2 separate regions of the Capra hircus genome follow, and region 2 is linked to region 1. Evidence: chromatin contacts called from public Hi-C data. All regions are on one chromosome and are shown on one strand. Each heading gives the region's core, a stretch centred on a gene start, on an enhancer-like site or on the middle of the called end of the contact. The rest is flanking DNA. Distances are from core to core; before and after follow the strand shown.

The links. A called contact is a pair of places that touch in the nucleus more often than the background predicts.
Region 2: a contact with region 1 is called in a Hi-C map of blood, with 2.1 times the contacts expected there. The contact joins the promoter of PIK3R5 here to the enhancer-like site in region 1. A contact is called at or near these places in 2 of 5 Hi-C or Micro-C datasets (both in blood).

What each region holds. Positions count from the first base shown.
Region 1 is chr19:28,108,899-28,115,127 of ARS1.2, reverse strand. PIK3R5 (phosphoinositide 3-kinase regulatory subunit 5) reads left to right here. Exons shown (of 19, transcript XM_018064644.1): 6 at 6,150-6,219. Among named protein-coding and RNA genes, the nearest start is that of PIK3R6, 26 kb to the right of the region's middle. Within about 2 kb of position 3,322, at least 2 of the 5 cell types and tissues checked have an H3K27ac peak or open chromatin away from gene starts, as enhancers often do.
Region 2 is chr19:28,169,429-28,175,657 of ARS1.2, reverse strand. It overlaps PIK3R5 (phosphoinositide 3-kinase regulatory subunit 5), which reads left to right and starts at 2,969. Exons shown (of 19, transcript XM_018064644.1): 1 at 2,969-3,092.

The DNA of each region.
Region 1 (6,229 bases), core at 2,073-4,572:
GACCGCTTCCCAATTTCAAGTGGAACCAGCTGGCTGCCCTCTTGCCGCCCGCACGCTATGCCTTGAGATGTTTTTGTGGGCAACTGAGCAGGAACTCAGCTCCCAGCAGCCCCCAGCAAACAGATGTGAAGCTGAGAGGCGGGCTGTGGGGAGGCCCAGACACTGGGACTCGGGGTTCTATTGGGGAGAGGAGAGCCAAGCAGAGCAGCAGCTCGTGGAACCCTAGCCACCCACTGCTGAGGGTCTTCCCCTGGATCTTGCCCCTGGGAGCATATGAGGGCTCAGGTATGCTGGGGACCAAGCAAGTGCTGGAGGGGGATGCTCAGGCCAGGCTGCCCATGCCAGCAACACCTCCTCTTCCAGGGGAAGCAGAACCGAAATAGGAAACCGTTTGCTCTTGCCAGACAATCCTTTTCAAACAGTTAAAAAGCCTCAAACTCAAACAGATGCATGGTGAGCCTGTATCAAAGACGCATTCCAACTCTTACTGAGGGAGCTAGCCAGGAAGGTGGGAGAGGTGGTTTAAAGGAGGGTGTCAGAAACTGAGATTAATTTCTCATCTAAGCCACGAAAAGATGGCAGAATTAGATACAAAATTAGTCAACATCATATAGGAGAATGAACATCATACAGTGGGGAGAAAACCCTTTGACATTATCTTTTTAAAAAAATGTTTCATTGGAAGATAATTGCTTTACAATATTGTGCCGGCTTCTGCCATACATCATCATGAATCAGCCACAGGAATACATGTGTCCCCTCCCCCTTGAACCGCCCTCCCAACTCCCATTCCATCCCACCCCTCTAGGTCATCTGTCACAGAGCACTGGATTGAGCGCCCTGTGTCACACAGCAAATTCCCACTGGCTCTCTATTTTACATATAGTATATATTTCCATGTAATGTATATATTTCCATTTGTCCTTCCCTTTTCTTCCCATACCGTTGCCACAAGTCTGTTCTCTGTGTCTGCATCTCCAATGATGCCCTGCAAATAGGTTAATCAGTGCTGTCTTTCTAGATTCCATTCAGTTCAGTTCAGTCGCTCAGTCGTGTCTGACTCTGCGACCCCATGAACCGCAGCACACCAGGCCTCCCTGTCCATCACCAACTCCTAGAGTCCACCCAAATCCATGTCTCTTGAGTCAGTGATGCCGTCTAACCATCTCATCCTCTGTCCCCTTCTGCCCTCAATCTTTCCCAGCATCAGGGTCTTTTCCAATGAATCAATTCCAATGAGTCAGGTAGCCAAAGTATTGGAGTTTCAGCTTCAACATCAGTCCTTCCAGTGAACACCCAGGACTGATCTCCTTTAGGATGGAGTAGTTGGATCTCCTAGATTCCATACACACACGTTAATATATAATATCTGTCTTTCTCTTTCTGACTTCACTCTGTACAACAAGCTCTAGGTTCATCCACCTCATTAGGACTGACTCAAATGTATTCTTTTATATAGCTGAATAATATTCCATTGTATTTATGTACCACAATTCCTGTATCAATTCATCTGTTGATGGACATCTAGGTTGCTTCCATGACATTATCTTTTATAGTGAACAAAAAGCATTCATCTCACATCCACAAGTAAGCCTCTAATTTCATAGAACCTGACCCCTCATTAATATTAATAGCAAGTAGTAAATTGAACCACATTAGCTTCTTCTCCTTAACCCTTAGGTGGGCTAGTTAGAAAGTGCTATGCTGTACTATGCTAACTCACTTCAGTCGTGTCTGACTCTGCCACCCTATGGACTGTAAACCCACCAGGCACCTCTGTCCACAGAATTCTCCAGGCAAGAATCCTGGAGTGAGTTGCCCTATCCTCCTCCAGGGAATCTTCCTGACCCAGGGAGTGAACCAACGTCTCCTGTGGCTCTCACATTGTAGGCGGATTCTTTACCGCTGAGCCACCGGGGAAGTCCAGTTAGGAAGTGCTTTGGTGTAATTTGGTAAAGGCAGGTGGGTAATAGTTTTGCCTCACTGCTGAGTAGCTCCACCCCCAGTAACCCAGCTGAGGGAGGCAGTAGGGGGAAGGGGAGACCAGGCACTGAGCTCTGTGCGGGAGGCTGAGGCTGCATCACTTGGTGGTTACCAGTACTTGGCACAAGACCATCTTGGGGTCCCTACAACTCTGGAGCTGTGGGGCCTTTGGCAAGACATTTCACATCATAGGAGCCTCAATTTCCTCATCTGTAAAATGGGAGGATAGTCGTGTCTCCCTCTCAGCAGTCTGCGAGGATAATGCTGGCCTATTTTGATTTCCCATTGCTGGGGCAGGAGGGTTCAGAGTGGTTTTATCTTAGTAGGTGGATCCTGGCAAGGTCACAGGGAGAAGATGACAGGGACTTGGTGAGCTGGGCCCTCCACCCAGGCAGCCTTGTGGAGTCAGTTGCCATGGAGATGAGTGAAACAGTTTATCCCACTTTGATGTGGCTGGGTGGCAGAGGAAGTGGGCAGGTTATCAAGCCTGCGGACCTCCCCCTTCTTCCTGACTCCACCCCCGCCATAGGGTCGCCCACTGCCTCCATCTGGGTGGCAGGAAGCCTCACGTCAGTACTTCCGGGTCCCACCCACCACAGCCCCCTTGGGTTCAGCCCGCATGTTTGTTGAGTATTTACTCTGCCTGGCTGTGCAAAACACAGCACTTGCCTGCTGAGAGTTGGCCTGTCATCCTGATGGGCGACAGTGGGCATCATATGTGTGAGTCACGCCTCAGTTTTCAAAGCACCCAGACCTGCACAATTGTATCACCCAGCCCACAGCCCTGCAGAGCATGAGGGAAAAGCAGCATTGCTCCTACTTTGTGCATGAGACGACTAAGACTCAGAAAAGTTTGATGATTCTTGCTTTAGTTGTAAAGTCAAATGTGAGAGCAGGAACATGGGCTTTTGGATAACAAAGAACTCTGCTCTGTCACTTATTAGCTGATGATGTTGGACAGGTTACAGAAGCTCTCTGAGCCTCCTGATCAAAAGTAGGACTGTGTTCATAGCAGCTGTGTTGACAGTAGCCAAGACACGGAAGCAACCTAAGTGCCCATCAACAGATGAACGGATAAAGGAGTGTGTGTGTGTGTGTGTGTGTGTGTGTGTGTGTGTGAGAGAGAGAGAGAGAGAGAGAGAGAGAGTTCCATGGCTGCTGTCCAGGGAACCCCAGAAGGAAAGAAAGCATAAGAGGAAGCCAGTAGCCAGGAGTGTTCGTGTCGGGGTACGATGTGGGTCAGGAGGAGGAAGCCAGGATCATCTCCTGGGACAGCCGTGTGGCTAAGGCTGAGCCTCCCCTGCCTCGTGTCAGCCCTGGGGACTCTCTGCCTCACGATGACCAGGCACCACGTCGTGTCCTCAGCATGGACATTCCATAAGAATGTCATTAACGTGGTGCCAGTTCCTGCTTGGTGACACCAGCAGTGATTGTCACTCAGCCTCTGTCTTCTTTGTCAGCTGTCCTATGCAGAATGGCCATTTCCAGTTATCACTTTAGAAAAGGGAAAGGGGTGGTGGAGGGATAATTTAGGAGTTTGGGATTAACAGTTACACACCACTATATATAAAACAGATAAACAGCAAGGACCTACTGTGTAGCACAGGGGACCATATTCAATACCTTGTAATAACCTATAATGGAAAAAACCTGAAAAATATATATATATAAAACTGAATCACTTTGCTGTACACATGAAACTAACTTAGTGTTGTAAATCAACTATGCTGCTAAGTCGCTTCAGTCGTGTCCGACTCTGTGCGACCCCATAGACAGCAGCGCACCAGGCTCCTCCGTCCCTGGGATTCTCCAGGCAAGAACACCGGAGTGGGCTGCCATTTCCTTCTCCAATGCATGAAAATGAAAAGTGAAAGTGAAGTCGCTCAGTCGTGTCCTACTCTTCGCGACCCCACGGACTGCAGCCTACCAGGCTCCTCCGCCCATGGGATTTTCCATGCAAGAGTGGGGTGCCATTGCCTTCTCCAAAAATCAACTATACTTCAATCAAAAATAAATAAATTTTAAAAAATAAAAAGAAGGGAAGCTCAGTTGGGTAAACAAAGCTCAGTTATGAGGGCACTCCTGTGCCTGGACAAGGCATTTGTACTTCACCATGACCGCCCACCATCAGCTCCCACTCACCAGGACACATCCCTTGCCCATATGGGGGGACCTTTTTGATTTCCTACATGTTAAGACCAGACACAGAACCACCTAGGTGAGTTTTTTTGTTCAGCCCTTGAGCCAGTCTTGGTCTAAGTAAGACCGTTTCAGAAAGTTGTTCGTGTCTGCTGAGTTGCCCAGGGAAGATGGGTAAAGGTCAAAGAGGAGAGAAGCACCCATTGCCATGAGGCTCCCCAATAAGTGGAGGTTCGTTATCAAGAGAAGCCAAGGAAGGGGGATTTGATGGGTGTCTTTGGGGGAGGGGTAGAGAGTTTCAGCTGATGCTGTTGGAATCTGGGCTCTTCAGCACTTGCCGATCACTCTGGAAACAGCACCCACTAACAGAACATCATCAGCCAACAGCAGCTCCCAGCTAATGATGCCATAATTCCCAAATGTGATTGTTGTTTACTCACTAAGTCGTGTCCGACTTTTTGCAACCTCATGGACTGTAACCCGCCAGGCTTCACTGTCCATGGGATTTGCCAGGCAAGAATACTGGAGTGCGTTGCCATTTCCTTCTCCAGGGGATCTTCCTGACTCAGGGATTGAACCCATGTCTCCTTCTTTGGCAGGCATTGGCAGGTGGATTCTTTACCGCTCACCCACCAGGAAAGCCCCTAAGATGAGCAGGTGGAGAAACAGGATGTTAGAGAATGCTCCTTGTCCTGTAGACTAAAGAACAGCAGGCTTCAAGGATAAAGTGGCCCACAGATCCTCCTGGACGGTGGCCTCAGCCTGGCCTGAGTCTACGGGGGCAGAACAGGGAGGCGGGGGTGTGGCATAACAGATCAATGGGGTGTGGGTTGCCTGTTAAGAACACTACATGGTATTTAAAATAGAAGTGTGGACAGATCAAGAGAAGACTTTGATGTCTGTGTGTTTTGGAGTCTGGGAGATTGGAGGGCAGGGAAACATGGGATGGCCAGGGACATTGTTGGGATTGAAGGGGCAAAGAGGGGACTTTTCTCTGTCATGTCTGTAGGAGGCCACTAGGTGGCGTCCTGAGTCCTGATAGTCATCACCTCTGTTTCAGGGACTTGCCTGTGGAAGTAGATACAACAATATCTAAACATGTGACAATTACATAAAAGATACAGCAAACAAAAGGCACCGAAATCAAAGAAATCAGATCTCAAGTTAGAATAGCACAAATTGGAAATGTTTGACCACTTACAAAACAAAAGTCACAGCCCTCTGCTTACAGCCGTCTCTAACCCCAGTCGTGGCTTTGACTCCCCCAGGAGGCTGCCTTCTGCTGCAAACTCTCACCCAGTCCACGCCCAGCAGGGTCCCTGTGAGGCTGTCCAAACCCTAATGAGGGGGACTGCCTGCCCCCACCCTCCGCCGCCGAATCCCAGCCCCCTCGGTGAGAAGAACCAGGTGTCGTGGAGTCTCCTCACCGTGGTTGACACGGCACCGAGGACCTACTTTCCAGCTACAGAACTAAGCTTCAGGGGAAAAGGGAAACCTTGGCTTGTTTCTTCTCAGCATCTTTGAATCAGGGAGATGGAGAGATGGATGATGCCATGAAGGAAGGCTAGGATGGGATCGTGGTGCAGACTCAGCCGCAGAGGAGGACAGCGCCAGGCAGGACCGCGGAATACTGAGGGTCCCCCGAGGCAGGGCCGGGATGCTGAGGGAAGGCGGGTGGGGGGGCGCTGCTGGGGCTACGGCTCAGCTGCAGGAGGACGCCGGGACCTGGAGAGGTGGCAGAATCAGTGCCAGGTGGGCAGCGGGAGGCCACTTCGGGGGTCCCTAGTCTCCTCCCTGGGTGCCCTGCCCCTCAGTCCCTAAAGAGTGAAGCTTTGTGGGTTGGGTGGGGCCACGGAGGGGGCTGGGAGTCAGACTGTTAGAGGCCCTGGAGGCCAGGGGTCTAATCTTCCCCGTGTTCTGACCTTCATCCGGGAACTCCCAGTGCCAGCACCTCCAAGGAGCAGGGCCATGACTGATGAAGGAACAGGTAAATTCATGAACTGCTCTTTTGGGTTTTTTGGCCACAGGAATCTCCTACCAGCGCCTGGTGAGGGCCGAGCAGGGCCTGTCCACTAGGAGTCACCGCAGCTCCACTGTGTGAGTGCTC
Region 2 (6,229 bases), core at 1,720-4,219, 61 kb before region 1:
TTATTCCCAGTCACTAAAGAGTTTTCATCAGGGTTCATCTTATTAGGATAATTATGTGGTTTTTCTCCTGTGTCCTATTCATATGATGAACAATATTAATAAACTCTTAACATTCACACCCCCTCCCCCAGCCCCTTGCGTAAACTGTATCTCTTGAGTCAGTGGGAACAAATTAGCTCACATTAACAGGAATAACTGAGGTCTCATGGTGCAGCTCCCACCTGAATAATATAGAACAGATGTCACAAACTGAAAGTTGGCAGGTCACGTCTGGTTTGGCTTGCAGGGGGTTGGTGGGGGGGTAAAATACTGTATTGAATTATTTTCCAGCGTTTAAAAATCAGGAGATTTTGGACTAAGAGCTCCAATTTTTGGTTTCTCTTTACAAATGATAAAATCTGACCTTGTGAGTCCTATATTCTCACAGGGTGACAGTGAGCTAAAGTTGCCTCCTGGGTGAGGGGGCTACTGTAGAGGATTCCTCATTTACATCTTTTTCACATCCTGTTGTCTCCATACCATATTGTTCCCAGACATCAAGGTTGAGGATCAGTTGCCAGACTTTATATTTGTGTAGTTATTTTTCTTATAATGGAATTAGGTGAAAGTGTGTAATCATGTCCCTAGCAAATGCAAAAAAAAAAAAAAAAACAAAAGAGACCAAGAGGAATATGAGCTTCAGGAGAAATGGAAGCACACAGAATTCTCAGGGGAAGTGAAGACTATTCCTATAATGCTCAATACACAAACTGTGCCTGTTGAAAAGATACAATGTGAGATGACATCAGCTAAGAAACTAGTAAGAAGAATATGAAGAAGATGTGCAGGGGAAAGAAAAAGGAGGGGGTTGGGTCTGACATGTCCATTGGGCTTATTTCAGGAGGCACAGAGCACCCACAATGCTATCATGAAATGTCATACTCTACCTAGCAAACCAACACCATCTCGCTAGTTTTGTCCTTGAATCTGAGCTGTTTAGCTCTTGACCCTGCTCTAGTCCTGCGTGGCTGTAGTTCGAAGTCCTGGCCAATAGCTGTCAAGTGCTGATCAGATCTCCTGGTTGTTCTGCCCTCTTGGGATGGACAGACACAGTCAGAGCTGAGGGGGAGAGTGGGGATGGTTAACAGGCAAGCTGGATCCACTTCTTTTTTCAATTTATTTGACTGTTCCCGGTCTTAGCTGTGACAAGAGAATTCTTAGCTGTGGAATGCAGGATATAGTTCCCTGACCAGGGATCCAACCCAGGCACCCTGTATTGGGTGTGAGGAGTCTTAACCACTGGACCACTATAGAAGTCCCCCTGACGTGGGATGGGACCAAGTGGGCTTCATGAGATGCCCGGCTCCCTGATAGTGAACCCTAGTGGGCAATTCCGTTTCAGCTTTCCTCCACCTCCAGTTTCAGGGACATCAAGGATATGGAAAAAGTCAAGGATCCCATAACTTCTCCTGTACCTTTCAAAGCGCTCTCAGGATCCACCATGTCAACCCCGCTCATGCTGTGTCATTCTTGCTACTAACTTCCCACTTCCAGAGCCCTTCCACCCCTTCCTCCCAACTTCGCCACCTCTGGGTTGCCTCCCTCTTCCCCCTTCTTTTTTTTTTTTTAATTTTGTGGTGGAAAAAGTAAGGACTGGGGAGACCAGAGTCCTTGTTCACCCTTCTCAAGATGAAAAACCTCCAGGATGTCTTCTCACAGACTTTGTGGCTCTGGTTCCTTGTTTGTAAAACGGTGGGGGGGTGGTGGTGCTCTGGGTGGTCCATGCAAGAGTAGAAGTGCCCGATGGTTCTGAGAGCCTTCCCATCTCTCACAGAGGCTGGGACCAGTTCTCTGTGCTCATTCACGAGTACTTTCTGTTTCTGTGTTTTTGGGGAAGTTGCTTTTTCTTGGTATTGAGTGAGTCAGGAGAAGAAAAATCATTGGCAGTCCCATCTCTCAAAGCCTCAGGTAGGGCTGTGGCTTCTGACAACACTAACGGCTGATCTTGCGGCCGATTTCGAATGCCTCTAACAGATATTGTGACACAAGTCCCATTCAAGAGTGAAAATGGAAATTCCAGCCTCGCCCTTTGTGACCTCTGAAATAAACTGCTATTCTTTCCTGGCCAGAGCTGCTAGCACAACACAGCAGCCAACCTTCTCATTCCTAATTTGTAACGAGGAAACGGAGGCATGGGGAAGAGCAGTGATTTCCGGGATCCCTAAGAGTTCTTCCAGCTCCGGGTAAAAAAACACATCTGCCCGCGTGGCCTGTGGGGAGAACGGGCGGGGGAGGGCGCCAGAAGAGGGCCTGGACCCTGGAGACGACCCCTCCCCGCCTTCAGGAGAAATGGCTGCAGTCACAGCCACTGTTGATGGAAGGTGAGGAAGTCAGACCAGAGGCTGGGGCAGCCGGGCCGAAAGTCTGGATGGGCTGGTATTTCTGGAAAGATTTCTGCCCAAGGACGAAGGGCGAGGGTCGCGGGGCCCGTGTGCACAGCAGGGGTGCAGGCATTTTAAAGGTTAAGAGCACCCGTAGAAAATAGAAGTAGGAGGAGGAAGTGGGGCGCTGGGGCGCAGAGCGAGAAGGAAGCAACTCGTCGGAGCTTCCCCTTTCTCCTCCTTCCCCGAAGCCCCCACCCCAGGCCCCTCGCCCGCTCCGCCCACCCATCCAGCCCTGCCAAGCCGCGCTTCCGCTCCCCCTGGTCCAGCCTCACCTTATTCCTGGGGGCGGTGTAGGGGGAGGGACGCCGGCACTGGCGTCCCTCCGGCCTTGGCCAGCCCACAGCCAGGACCTGTTCCTTCCGATGGCAGAAGAGCTCAGATCTGGGCGTCCTCATACACGCGACGGGCTCGGGAATCCGAAGATGCTTGGGGTCAGGCTGGCGCCAGGCCGACGCCGCCCGGCCACCAGGTGGCGCGAGAGTCCAGCTGGGCTGTCTGCCCCGCCCCGCCCCGGCATGGCCCCGCCCCCAGTCCGCCGTCTGAGCTGAGCCCCATCGATGCTGGGACTCGCCGCGCGGGTCCCCAGCTCCGGCGCGGTGGTCGCGACGGTACCCGGAGTCGCAGGGAGTCGCCTCTGGAGAGGGACTCGGCGCCCAGCGGGGACTGCAGGTGTGTGGCCGGGGCGCGGGGACGCGGAGTGCACGCGTAGGGGCTTGAGGCAGAGCCAGAGCTGCCCGCGGACACTTGGAGACAGGTGCGCCCTGAGAGCAGAGGCTGCAGCCAGGGCGCTGGACAGATCCTGCCGTCTTCTGCCTCTGAGAATAGGGCCCACTGCCGGGGACACGACCCGCACATACGCGTGCCCAGTAATCTCACAGACAGAAGGGTATGCCGGCGACTGTCCAGCCTTACCTAAGTGGCCACTGCTGGAGGCGTCTGTGCGGTCCGACTGTGACCGCAGCCTCCTACTGCCTCTTTCGAGGCTGCCCAGTGTCTTCGGGTCAAGGAGTTTGCTCTCCCGTCTGGGAGCACTCTCTTTCTCTGGGAGCCTTGCGGGGTCCTTAGCCACCAGGACGTCCAGCGAGCGTGGGCCCCCAGACAGTGTCTGCTTTTCTCCAGAAGCTCACTCTTGGCGTTGTCAGCTTATCCGTGTTTACACCCCTCGGTATCCCTGCGTGACTCTGTGTGCGCGTGTGGATGGGTGTGCGCGTGCGCGTGCGCGCTGGCCCATCCCAGGCCTCGGGTAAATAAAGTTCTTTAGGTCAGTAGGAGGAAGGAGATTATTCAGAAGGAAAAGGAAGGCGAGATGAAAGCAGCAGGATGTGGTATCAAGTAAGTTACAAGCCTCTTGCAGACAGGAGGAGTGGGTTTGGGCGAAATGAGGGCCGGAACTGGGCCAGGTCTATGTGCGTCTGGGTCCATCTTTCCATCCCTGCAGTGGTCACTCTGCCTTCTCCTCCACACCTTCCCTCCTCCTGGCCCGGGACTGCCCAGAAGGGCACTGGTTCCCAGAACTTGTTAAAACACACTTTCTCCAGGCACCCCGTATAGTACAGCTTTCCAAGGGTGGGGTCTGGAATCTGTATTTTTCTAAAATTTGTCTAAGATCTGTTAAGTGATGCCATTTCTTGGGAACCCTGGATGCTGTGGAAAGGAGACCGGGGTTCCAGCTGTACCCAGCTGTGTGACCCTGAGCCTCATGAGCATCACACTGTCCTCTCCCAGCATGCTTTCCCATCTGCAAAATGGGCCCTAACATGCAACCTCAGGGAGCAAATCAAATGAGAAAAGTGTGAGCAGGGCGCCTGCACAGGGAGCTGCCCTGGGTGTTTGCAGAACAAGGGAGTGGGTGTCTCGGGCTTACCTGCTTCCTCAGTGGGGACACTGCGGTGTGGCTCCAGGAAGACAGTTTTGAATGGTCTACTCTCTCTTCCTGCTCAGAAGACCCTCCCCTGCTTCTTGGAGAATAACTAGCCAGGATGGTTATTCTGGGGACAGCGCAGAGTCTTTGTGTGCCAAGCCTCATGGTTTTTTTGTTTGTTGTTTTTAAATTTTGTTTTCGAGGGCTCTTTGTTGCTGCGTGGACTCCTGTTCTCTAGTTGTGGGACAGCTCCGTTGCCTGGGGACCTGTGGGATCTTAGTTCCCTGACCGGGGATTGAATGAACATCCCCTGCATTGAGAAAGGGAATTCTTAACCTCTGGACCACCAGGGAAGGCCCCTCATCAGGGTTTTAAGACCCTTGCCAATCTCTTAGGTGAGGGATAACGAACTGTCTTCTCTTTACAAGCTGTAGTGGACAGAGAAAGACCTCTGTCTCTTTGCCTGTCTCTCCCCAGAATAAGCCCCCCCTTTTTTTTCTTTCAAGTAGAATCAAGTGGAAGCTAACCGGGTGACCAGTGTGTTTGGGGTTATTGCAGGGGTCATAATGTGGAGGAGGAGGCTGGCTGTTGGAGGCTGCTCCATGGCCCCAGGTTAGTCATTGATCACCAGCCTTCCAGCAGAGATGCGGAAAAAGGAGAGGCAGTCGCCTTTGCCTGGGCAGCCTAGCATTAGAGGCTCCAGCTTGGGTTCAGAGGAACACTCAAAGAGCGCTGACTTGGTCTTTGTTCAGAGAGCCTCACCCCCAAAGGACTGAGCTGGCCAGATTTCTGTGGCACCTCTGTGAACTAGAAGACTTGTTTGCCTCAGCCGTGGGTGGACTGAAAGCCTGGATCAGCTTTTTAAGCGAGGAAGTATCTAGAGGGGCAAGATGGAGTGATTGTCATCAGCTCAAGGAAGAGGTTTGAGGTTCTGGCATAGATGGGGTGGGGGGTGGACAAAGGAAAGACTGTCTGACTTCTGCCCAGAGGCAAGCTGAGACAGCACAGCAAACATATATTACTTATTAGAGTATTCCGTTGATGTGAAGGTGTACACATTTTCGCAACTCTGAAATCATCTTACCATCCATGGCACCTTATCATTATAATAGGCAGCAATATTTCTTTCTTTCTTACTGGCACACAAAATAATGGTGGTGTAGTCGCGAAGTCATTGTCCACCTCTTGTAGCCCACCGGGCTCCTCTGTCCATAGGATTTTCCCAGGCAAGAATATTGGAGTGGGTTGTCATTTCCTTGTCCAGGGGATCTTCATGACCCAGGGATCAAACCCGTATCTCCTGCGTGTCAGGAGGATTCTTTACCACTGAGTGACTAAGGAAGCCCAAAATAATGGTACATCTTACAATTGATGGCATCTTTTTCGATTCTGTTAAATATGATGTGTATTTTACAAATATGGGGGGTGCTTTTGATGTACAGGGGTACGCACAGAACTACATCATTCTCATCAGTGAAATTACACGTATCACTTTTTCCACCAGCTCTACCTTTTAAACACCAGAACTTCTCATGGTATCCAGTTTTTAAAAGAAATCCTTATAAAATGTGTTGCTTACCTTTATAAATCTAGCACATGGTGTGTGATTTAATAATTTCTTGAAAATAGTAAACGGTTCTACCTGTCATTTTGTGCATACCTTGGATCTGCTCAGGACAAAATTTTTGTCATCTTTTTTATTGTCCTTTCCCCCTTTAGCTATCATTTCATGGTCCTTGGCAGTGGGCTAAGTATTTCTCCATTTCCTTTTCATCTTCACTGCCATACTGAGGTTGCTACAACTATTATCCACATTTCATGCAGGAAGAAACTAAGGACCAGGATGATACTGCTAGGAAGCGCCAGGGCTGGGTGGATGACCAGAGTTGACCCAGCCCAAGGTGGGTATTCTGCCTGTGCCTGTGGGTGTGGAGGGCATGGCTTG